Linked DNA regions of Ovis aries: region 2 is linked to region 1. Evidence: chromatin contacts called from public Hi-C data. All regions are on one chromosome and are shown on one strand. The core of a region is the stretch at or near the end of the contact, and the rest is flanking DNA. Distances in the headings are between cores, read along the strand shown. Region 1 overlaps SBK1 (SH3 domain binding kinase 1). Region 2 holds the start of LAT (linker for activation of T cells).

What was found. Hi-C and Micro-C count contacts between places; a contact is called where the count stands out from the background.
Region 2: a contact with region 1 is called in a Hi-C map of liver, with 2.0 times the contacts expected there. The contact joins the promoter of LAT here to the enhancer-like site in region 1. A contact is called at or near these places in 2 of 16 Hi-C or Micro-C datasets (hypothalamus and liver).

The regions. Positions count from the first base shown.
Region 1 is chr24:26,296,176-26,301,263 of ARS-UI_Ramb_v3.0, reverse strand. The region is part of intron 1 of SBK1 (SH3 domain binding kinase 1); the gene reads right to left. Among named protein-coding and RNA genes, the nearest start is that of SBK1, 12 kb to the right of the region's middle. Within about 2 kb of position 1,978, at least 8 of the 54 cell types and tissues checked have an H3K27ac peak or open chromatin away from gene starts, as enhancers often do. A contact at or near this core is called in hypothalamus and liver, where this site is marked.
Region 2 is chr24:26,377,679-26,382,766 of ARS-UI_Ramb_v3.0, reverse strand. LAT (linker for activation of T cells) reads left to right here and starts at 2,455. Exons shown (of 11, transcript XM_042239999.2): 1 at 2,455-2,504; 2 at 3,062-3,089; 3 at 3,216-3,250; 4 at 3,507-3,576; 5 at 3,697-3,761; 6 at 3,853-4,030; 7 at 4,101-4,201. The coding sequence starts at 3,235. It overlaps SPNS1 (SPNS lysolipid transporter 1, lysophospholipid), which reads left to right. Exons shown (of 12, transcript XM_042239995.2): 9 at 1; 10 at 506-604; 11 at 1,116-1,287; 12 at 1,567-1,907. The coding sequence ends at 1,661.

The DNA.
Region 1 (5,088 bases), core at 729-3,228:
ACTAAATATTATCAAGTGCCTCCTATGTACCAGGCAACATTTGCAGTGAACAAAACAGAAAAATCACTGCCCTCATCCATTGTAGTGAGGGGAAAAGACAACAAACAGGGTATGTGAAGAAAGGACTTCACAGGATTTATGGAGGGAAGACATAAAGCCGGGAGGTCTTCACAGAGAAGGTTCCTTTTGAGCAGAAACTTGAAGGAGGTGAGGGAGGAAGGGAGCCATGCTGAAATGAGGGCAGGCAGGCAGAGGGAAGAGCCAGTGCAAAGGCCCTGAGGCCAGAGTGTATGCTTGGGGATGCTCAGGAACAACGAGGCTGATGGAGCCTGGGAGGAGATGAGAGGTGATGGGGACAGTTCATCCAGGGCCACAGTAAGCCTTTGCCTTTGACTCTGAGAGCAGTGGCAGTCCTTGGAGGGTTTTGAGCAGAGGAGGGAGAAGGTGGATTATAGGTTTTAACAGGCTCCCTCTGGCGGCGCAAGAAGGGAAGTGAGCAGGCTCCAGTACCCAGCGAAGTGAAACAAGATAGCAAGGGACCAGGTAGTAGGAACAGAAGTGATGAGAAGTGACAGGATCTGCTGACTGGACAGTGGGGTGGAGTGTGTGTATGTGTGTTATTTGCCTTCAGCCTCTGGACCGTGAAATTCCACCAACAGCCGAGGACACCAAGCAGCTCTCTGGACCCTGGATTCCTTGCCCCTGAAGGTCTGCTCTCAATTCTGGGACCCTACCCCTCTCCCTCTGCATTTCTGCCTGCCTGGGGCCAGTGGCTGCAACATGGACAAGGTACATGAAGCCTCTCGGGCACAGTTCTCCTTTCATGGAGTCAGACTGAGACACTGAGTCCCCAGGGAGGGACTGTGAATGGGGTGCATGACCTGGGTGGCGGACAGTGGTGAGCGGGAGAGCCCTAGCCCATCTGAGTGGTGGCCTCCCCTCCCCTGGGGCCATTGCTGTCACATGGGAATGTGAACTCAGGATTTCAGAGCTTCTAATTTTCCAGGAGAAGTTAGAAACCTGGATCTGATTTGTAAAATGTTAGCAAACCATTGATTAAAAAAAGTCAGGAAGGCTAGACCCCCTCTGAGGGACCAAGGATAAGACAAGGGGGGCTGCTTCTGTGGGTCTTCTACACATCGCGACCTCCATACCAGCGGCCTCGGCCAGCCTGGGAATACAGATACACGAAGACACTTCTCCCCGAGGTGTGGCCTCGTAGGCCAGCTCTTGGCTGGTCTGGGCAGGATCCTGGAAGGACTGGGGCAGTTAGGATGGAGCACCCCTTCTGAGCCCTTGGTGGGGGCACCAGACGGTGACATTTCTCAAGGATGATATGGCTGCCAGGCAAAGGCAACTGCTGGTCCCCTGGCTGCCTGGAGGAGCAGGAGAAGGCCTGGGGTCAGAAGGAGAAGACCATGGCCAGGAATGAGCCACAGGGTGAAGTCTGCTCCCAAACAAAGAGAACCAGCAAGACTAACAGGAACGGGAGGCACCCAGGCTTGTTCCTGCCTTACAGGCCGCCCTTAACTCTGCCTCTGCTCTGGAACATTCCAGAAGCTGACCTCTGTTTCTTCCCCTGGATCTAGGCTGGGCAGGGCTGGGCTGAGGGGCTGCAGGAGAAGCAGAGAGAGACAGAGGCGGTGGCAGAACCTCTGGCACTGTCAGATCGGGTTAGCCATCGCCCAGTGTGGCGCAGCGCTTCACACGCCTGACCTCATTCATCCTCTGAACTGTCTCAGGTCAGAGTTACAGCTGTACGGAGGACGAAACTGGGTCACAGAGCGGTCGGGTAACTGGCTAAGGTCACGCAGCCTAAAAGTAGCGGGATCTGGAGTTAAACCCAGGGGTATCTACCTGCAGAATCTGAGCTTGGACATAAACTCTGTCAGAAAAAGACCGAAGCAGCACGGACAGACGGACGGAACGAGCGGTGCCGTCCCTGCATGTGCGGGCGCGGCGCTCCCTCTAGTGGCCAACTCACCGCAGTGCGGGACAGAAGAGGGGCTCGCCGGCCGCCGGACTCGCTGTCTCTGGGTCTCTGTCTGTCTCACAAGCCTGCACGCACGCACGAGGGCGCACACACATTCAGTTTTCCAGCGGGAAGACCGCAACATCTCCACCTTCTCACCTGCCACAAGCGGCCCCTACCCGGCTTCCCCTTTCCCCCTGGTCAGGCTCCATCAGCGATGCCAGCCCCAGGGAGCCTTCCGGTTACTCCCCTGTGTCTCTTTCTCTCTGTCAGAACCTGGGTATCCTTGTCTATACCTGTGGTTCTCAAACTCTGCTGCACATTCTAGTCTGGCCGGGAGCTTTCAGAAGTCCTGATGCACGGCCACGCCCAGAGCAAAGGAATCAGCCTCTTTTCTCACCATCACTAGACCTTAGGAGTTTAAACCTCAGGTGGAGGGTGGAGATCTCAGCCTTTTGGTTCTCTGGCCTTTCCTGACACCTTTAACCCTCTCTGCTCCCTTCCACCTCTGAGGCTCACATCCCAGACCATATAATTACCCCACACCCCACCCGCTCTGGGATTCTGTTTTGATCACCTCCCTCTGTGTTTCCCTTCCATTCTCTTCATCTGGTACCTATAAGCAACAGTTTTTTGACCCCATCGAGGCCACCAGTCCGCGGGCCCCATCCCTTTCTCACTGCCCATCAGCCCCCTTCTGCCATGATGGTCCACCGTGCCCTGCTTGGGCTCTGCACACCATCACCATGGCTGCTCCCTGGCACCTTCATCTCCACCCCGCTGTGTCCAGCTCTCCTGTTGGAGAACCTGCCTGGCAAAACCCCAACCATCACCTGCTTTCTGCCTGCACCATACAAGCCAGCACTGGTCCGAGGGTCCCCCACCAAGTAGAGAGTTTCCCTTCATGGTCTTCAAGGGGCACTCGCTGCCCCCCACAACCCCAGTATGCCTGCCATGGCCCTTCCCCACTCTCTCTGACCAGGCCTTCTCAAATTTTAATTTGCTTGCACCTCTCCTAGGAATCTTGGTGAGGCCTGAGCTGCATGTCTAACCAGCCGCCCAGGGGTGCTGGTGCTGTTGGCCTCTGCACCCTCCTCTGAGCGGCAAGGTCCTCCCACCTTCTCCTCACTTCTCAAACCACGGTTCCCATTTCACTGAGAATACAGGTGGACCGGATGCAGTTTCATTGGCTCCTTTTATCAAAGCACAAAGCCACCCAGCCCCTCACTCTCACTTCTTCCAGCAGCTTCAGTGAGGGTGGGGAGGCCCTTCTCCCGAGGCCAACCCCTCCTTTGGGCCCTGGACTCTTCAGGACTCCCCTCTACCACACGTCTCCATCCATTTCTATCAAGAAACACGGGCACCTCCCACTCCCATTTCCCACTGCTTTGGGACAATCATTTCCATCCTTTTAGCTGAGTATTAGTAATTTTCATTCCTATGTTTCCTGCGTAGCATGTTTTAGGTTATGCTTTTCATCTCCACTTCTCATGCTGGAAGATGAACATGGACCACTTCCTGTCTCCCACCCTCCAGGAACAGTTGCATCATAGTATTGATAAGATTGGTAGTGTTGGCAGGACTTCCTTGGTGGTCCAGTGGTTAAGAATCCACCTGCAAATGCAGAGGACATGGGTTCGATTCTTGGTCCGGGAAGATCCTGCGTACCGCGGGGCTATAAAGGCCATGTGCCACAACGACTGCACCCTCCTCTAGTTTAGACCTCCTTTAGACCGTGCCCTAAAGCCTGTGCACCGCAATCAGAGAAGCCACCATAGTGAGAAGGCTGCATCTCACTATGGCATCTAGAGAGTAGCCCACACTTGCCATGACTAGAGAAAGCCCTCGTGCGGCAACGAAGACCCGGTACAGTCAAAAATATATAAATAAATAAAATTTTTTAAAAAAACGATTGATAGTGTTGGGGACTTTCCTAGTTGCCCAGTGGTTAGGGCTCCGTGCTTCCACTACAGGGAGCGTGGGTTCAATCCCTGGTTGGGGAACTTTGCCGCACAGCCAAAAGGGAAAGAAAAAAAAAAAAAGATTGGTAGTATTTACATAGTGTGGAAACACAACTTTCTGTGGGATACTATGATTTCTTTCCCCCCTTTTCCCTTTTATGATAGATTTTCTGTTTTAGTTTTATAGAACAACTGAACACGAAGTACAGAGACTTTTCATGCATACCTCCCCCCTCTGCATTTTCCCTGATTATCAGCATTTTGCATTAGTGTGGTGAGCTTGTTACAATTGATGAACCAGTGCTGATAAACTAATATTAACTAAAATCCATAGTTTACATGAGGGCTCCCTCTGTCGTACAGCCTATGGGTTTTGACAGATGGATGGGGTCACGGACCCATCTTTCCAGTATTGTACAGAATAGTTCCACGGCCCTAAAAATCCTCCGAGCTCCACCTACTCACTCCGCGCTCCCCACCAGCCCCTGACAACCACTGATCTTTTTCCTGTCTCTAGTGTTGACTTTTTCAGAATGTCATAGAGTTGGAGGCATACAGCTCATAGCCTTTTCAGACTGGCTTCTTTCACCTTGTGGGGTGGTTGTTGTTTAGCCGCTGAGTCATGTCTGACTCTTTGCAACCCCATGGACTATAGCTTCTCTGTCCGTGGGATTTCCCAGGCAAGAATCTTGAGTAGGCTTCCTTCTCCAGGGGACCTTCCTGACCCGGGAATTGAACCCCCGTCTCCTGCATCAGCAGGCAGGTTCTTTACCACTGAGCCACCAAGGCCATATGCATTTAAGATTCTTGTATGTCTTTTTGGGGCTTCATGGCTCATTTTTATCAGCAAATGATATTTCATTGTGTGGATATATCATAGTTTGTTCATCTATTCGCCTGTTGAAGGACATTTTAGATGCTCCCAAGTTTTCAGGCAATTATGAAAAAGAGCTTTTATAAACATCCATGTGCAGGGTTTTGTTCAGACATACGTTTTCAACTCATTTGGGTGAGCACCAAGGAACGCTATTGTTGGATCATATGGTAAGACTATGTTTAGCTTTGTAAGAAACTGGCAGACCGTCTTCCAAAGTGACTGTATCGTTTTTGAGTTCTCACAGCAATGAACGAGAGTTCCTGTTGCTCCACATCCTC
Region 2 (5,088 bases), core at 1,206-3,705, 81 kb before region 1:
GGTAAGTAGGTGTCTGGCCCAAGGTTACCCCAGTGGCTGATGGGAGCGGGTGGTGGGTAGGAAACTTCATGTGTGCTAAGTCACTTCAGTCGTGTCCGATTCTTTGCGACCCTATCGACACTGTACCCCTCCAGGCTCCCCCGTCCATGGGATTCTCCAGGCAAGAATACTGGAGTGGGTTGCCAGGCCCTCCTCCAGGGGATCTTCCTGACTCAGGGATTGAACTCACGTCTCTTATGTCTCCTGCACTGGAAGGCGGGTTCTTTACCACTAGCACCACCTGGGAAGCCCCATAGGGAACCTCACTTGTCTTGAATTGTAGTGGTCATCCCTTTTTCAGAACCTAGCCCTGAGACTGACTTCCAGCCCCAAGTGGGCCTGTAGTTTGGGCCTGCCCTGCCCTTCATCCCAGCCACACCTCTGAGCTGTGGTTCCCCTGATGTCAGCCTAGGGTGTGCCTTGCTCCTCTCCTTACCCTCTGCCTCCTGTTCCTCTCTCCCACCAGTATGTGGTGATCCCCACACGACGCTCCACTGCTGAAGCCTTCCAGATTGTACTGTCCCACCTGCTAGGTGATGCTGGGAGCCCGTATCTCATTGGTTCGGTGAGCAGGACCTCTTGGCCAGGCCTGGGCTGGGCTTCAGGGGGACCCTACGTTCCTGGCACCAGCCAGTCACCAGCGGCCGAATTAGAGGGTCCAGTCCAAGTGAGGCATCCGAGTCCCTGTGCCACGCACCCCTCACCTCAAAGCCTCAGCTCGGCCGGCAGGATTTTGTCTTGGTAGATTTCCACCGGTGAGGTCCTGGCTTAAGTCTTCTTCGTTCTTCTGGAGTTTGGGGGTTTCCTTTCCATGCCTTCTTCTGACTTTTCTTTTCCTTCTTTTTTTTTTTTTTTTTTTAAGATTTTTTTGATGAAAAATTCTGCTAAGTCTTTGTTGAATTTGTTACAGTATTGCTTCTGTTTTATGTTTTGGTTTGTTGGCTGTGAGGCATGCGGGATCTTAGCTCCCCGACCAGGGGTCAAACCCGCGCCCCCTGCGCTGGAAGGCCAAGTCTTAGCTACTGGACCGCCAGGGAAATCCCTCTCTTGACTTTTCTTTCCCTGTCTCCCTGCAGATCTCTGACCGCCTGCGCCGGGACTGGCCCCCCTCCTTCTTGTCCGAGTTCCGGGCCCTGCAGTTCTCACTCATGCTCTGCGCCTTCGTGGGGGCACTCGGGGGCGCGGCCTTCCTGGGCACCGCCATCTTCATCGAGAGCGACCGCCGGCAGGCTCAGCTGCACGTGCAGGGTCGGTCGGGCCTCCCCTCTGTCAGTCCACAGTTCCCTGTCTAGCTTCATGATGCTGCCTGCTTGTCTGTCTGTCTGCCCGCCCAGCCCTGTGTACCTGGCCTCTCTCAGTCCTCAGCCCTCCCCTTCCTCGGCTTCAGGGCTGCCTGACCCATGAGCTCATGCCCTGCTGTGTGCCCATCAATGCTGCCCTGTCCATTTGCCACTGCTTGTTCGTCCCCTTCCTGGGCCTGTGTCTGTCTGTCCATCCAGCCCTGGCTCTGATTCTCTTCCCTGGCAGGTCTGTTGCCTGAAACCGGGCCCACCGATGACCGGATTGTGGTGCCCCAGCGAGGACGCTCCACCCGGGTCCCTGTGTCCAGTGTGCTTATCTGAGGGATCACCGCTTGCTATCTGCAGACCTATCACAGCTGGCCCTGGGCCCACCCCAGGAGGTGCCCAGGCCCCAACTCCTCGGCTAGCCCGTTTTCCGGGAGGGGCCTTGGGCCGTGTTCCAGCTCCCACACACTACATGGGTAGCCAAGTGGGGACACTGGGGGCTCGGGACGGGGGAGCCCCTGCCCCTGGAGCAGCCCTGGGGGCTCGGTGCTATTTGTAACTGAATAAAATTTGTAGCCAGAACCCCAAGTGCCTGCTGGAGTCTCTCTGGGTTAGGGACCTCTGATCTCTGGATGGTGGGGGATGCCCCCTCTCTACCCCCAGGGTCCCAGCGGCTGTCGGGTGACCCCCGTGGGCCCTGGGGCAAAGCCCTGTCCTTCTGGGCCGGTGAGCATTGGGGTGGAGTGAGCTGGCTTTGTGTGACCGTGAGTCATGCCCGTGTCTCCCCTAGAGCCCGCCCTCCGCAGGCCAGCCAGGGCGAGGTGGGGGTGGGCACACCCAGGGGCCCCTCAGAATTCCCGGTGTCGGAGCCTCTCTTTGCTGCCTCCGTGAGCCACAGCTGTGGAGGCCGCGGCCACTGACTGGCCTGGAAGCATCTTTCCCTCCTCACCCCCGCTATGAGTTGCCCCTTGCCAGGGAGACCAGCTGACCCTTCTGGAGGGCCCAGGGTGGCTCCTGAGGTGGCCTCCTCCCCCTCCTCACTGGCTGAGTGGGGGTGGGAAGGGGGCGGGTGCAGCTGGCTGAGCCCCGATGATTTCCTGCCCTCACCCGGCGCTCACCACAGCTTCCTGCCACAGGCAGGCAGGCGCTGAGGAGAGGCGGGCGCGGAGCGAGGGGCAGGTAGGGCTGGGGCACAGGGTCTGTGTAGGGGTGGCTGGTGCCCCAGACTCCAGCCCAGACCCTGGCCTGACCACCCTGGGGTCCAGGGTCTTCCAGAGCCAGCGCTGACACCCGCTCAGCCCAGCGAGGGGAGGGGATCCAGAGGAACCCCTGCCTTCAGGCTCTCAGCCGGCCGCCGGTACCCTTCCCGGCCTGGCCCTTGCCCGCTGCTTCTCTGTGTGGAGGGGTGTGCAGCGAGCAGCTGGGCCTGGTCCAAGCAGATGGAGGCGGTCAGCCTGCCTGTCTACGTGCTGGGGCCCCTGCTGCTGCCTCTCTTGGCCGTGTTGCTGATGGCTCTGTGTGTCCGTTGCCGGGAGCTGCCAGGTGAGTGGGTGCCAGTGGGTTGACCAGATGCCCAGACACACTGCTAGGGATCCTCACTCCATTCTCTGACCTCTTCCTTCCCTTTAACTGTCTGTAACTCTTTCTTGCACGCGGAGACGCTGAGAGCCCCATACTCCATCACCCTCTGCCCTCGTCACCCTCTTTTCCTGCCTCACGGGCCCTCTCTTCCCCAGGCTCATACGACACTGCCGTCTCCGATAGGTGAGTCTGCCTTGTCGACCCCGTTCGACTCCCTCAATGCCCCGTGTGGGGCTGGGCCCCTGGGGGCCTGGGGTGGGGTCCAGGGCCTCTCCCAGCTGCTGACCTGAGCTCTGTCTCTCCTGCCAGTTTGACCCCAAGTAGCATCATGATCAAACTGCCTCGTGAGTACATGAGTGTCCCCTCCCTTGGGTGCGGGGAGAGGGTCCCCTGGCCTGGGAGAGCGTGTGCTTTTGTTCATTTCCCCGCTGTGGCCGCCCACATGGCCTGAGCTGGGGGTGGGGAGGGAGATCGTGTCTGCCCGCCCAGGACTCTCCAGGGCCCTGGGGGTGGCAGGGGTCAGTCTGCCTTTCGAGGCCTTGTCCAGGGTAGGGGTGTGAGGTGTGGAGTCATTCCTTCAGCTTGGTCCTGTGTCCTCAGCCACACTCGTCCCACGACCATCGACCACTCCCTACCCGCTCCCGAGCCAGCCAGACCTGCTCCCCATCCCGTAAGTACCAAATCCCCTCTTTAACCCCTCACCTCCTTGGATTGGGGGCCTCTTGCCCTGTTGCAAGCCCTCTCCCCCTAGAGCCCCACCCTAGTATGACCTCTGACCTTTGACGCCCAGAAGGTCCCCGCAGCCCCTCGGAGGCTCCCACCGTATGGCGTCGTCCCGGCAGGACTCAGATAGCGGTAAGCCTGGAGCGGGACCCACAGGGCTGGGACCACTGGGTAAAGGCCCCCTCCGAGCTGACTCAGTCTCCCTCTTGCGTTCTCTCTGCAGCCAACAGCGTGGCCAGCTACGAGAACGAGGGTGTGACTGGGACCCCTGTGGCCCCGGCTGGGAGGCGGCTGAGACCCGTCCTGGGCTCCGCTGACCCTGTGTCGTTACCCCCAGAGGCAGCCTGTGAGGATGCGGATGAAGATGACTATGACGAAGACTATAACAATGAGGGCTACTTGTGAGTGGCCAGGTGGGAGGTGGGGGCCGAGGCCAGGGCTCCTCGCTCACCTGACCCTTGACTCCCGCAGGGTGGTGCTTCCTGACAGGGACCCGGCCACCAGCACTGGCAACGCCGTCTCACAGGCTCCTGCGCCCAGCAAACCCGGCCTCCGAGACAGCGCCTTCTCCAGTGAGTCGGCCGTCTGACCACTCCCTGCCCCTCCGTGCTGCGGCTCCTCGGTCTTCCCTCTCCTCCTGGATCCTTGCGCCCCTCCATCTTCTCGCTTCTCTCTTTCTAGCCCTCCTGTCCTTCAGCTAGGGGACTTCCGGCTCCGATCTTCTTTTCTTTTCTCTCCTCTTCCCTCTTGATCGTTTGCCTTTTTGTCTGCAAGATTTCCTTGACTCTATTCTTCTTTGGGCTCCGAGCTTTTGTCTTTCTTGTCCAAAAGCTCTTTCTTCATCTCTGAATATTCCTTTCTCAGAGCCTCCTCTCTTGTCTTATGAAGGTGATATCATCTTGCAGATCTCGAAGGATAGTGATGATCAGCTGTCTTTTTTGGGTTTCTTTGGAAAGTTTTCTTCTGCTTCCAGTGTTGTTTCAGTTTCCTTTGGGCTACTTTTCGCTCTTCGTTTTGGTTTCATCCTGCCTCTTGGAGGCTTTTATCAGTGTCTTGTGATCTTCAGTGTCCGTTACTCTTTTCCTTCTATGCTTGCTCTGTGCCATCGTGTCCACACCCTGGCTTAATTTGCCATCCGCATCATCCCTAACTCATGGCCTCTCTCTTGGGCCCCAAACCATCTGTCCAAGTGCTTATTTTCATTCATTCATTCACTCACTCATGTTCGTCCATCTACTCACACAATTCAGCCATCATACTTACTGGTTGCCCCTGAAATAATCACTGCTAATGAGTCTGAGTGAACTCCGGGATATGGTGATGAATAGGGAGGCCTGGCGTGCTGCGATTCATGGGGTTGCAAAAAGTCGGACACGACTGAGCGACTGAACTGAACTGAACTGAATGAGAAAAAGTCATGATTAAAGCAGCTCGCATTACTGAGGACCTCATACATTCG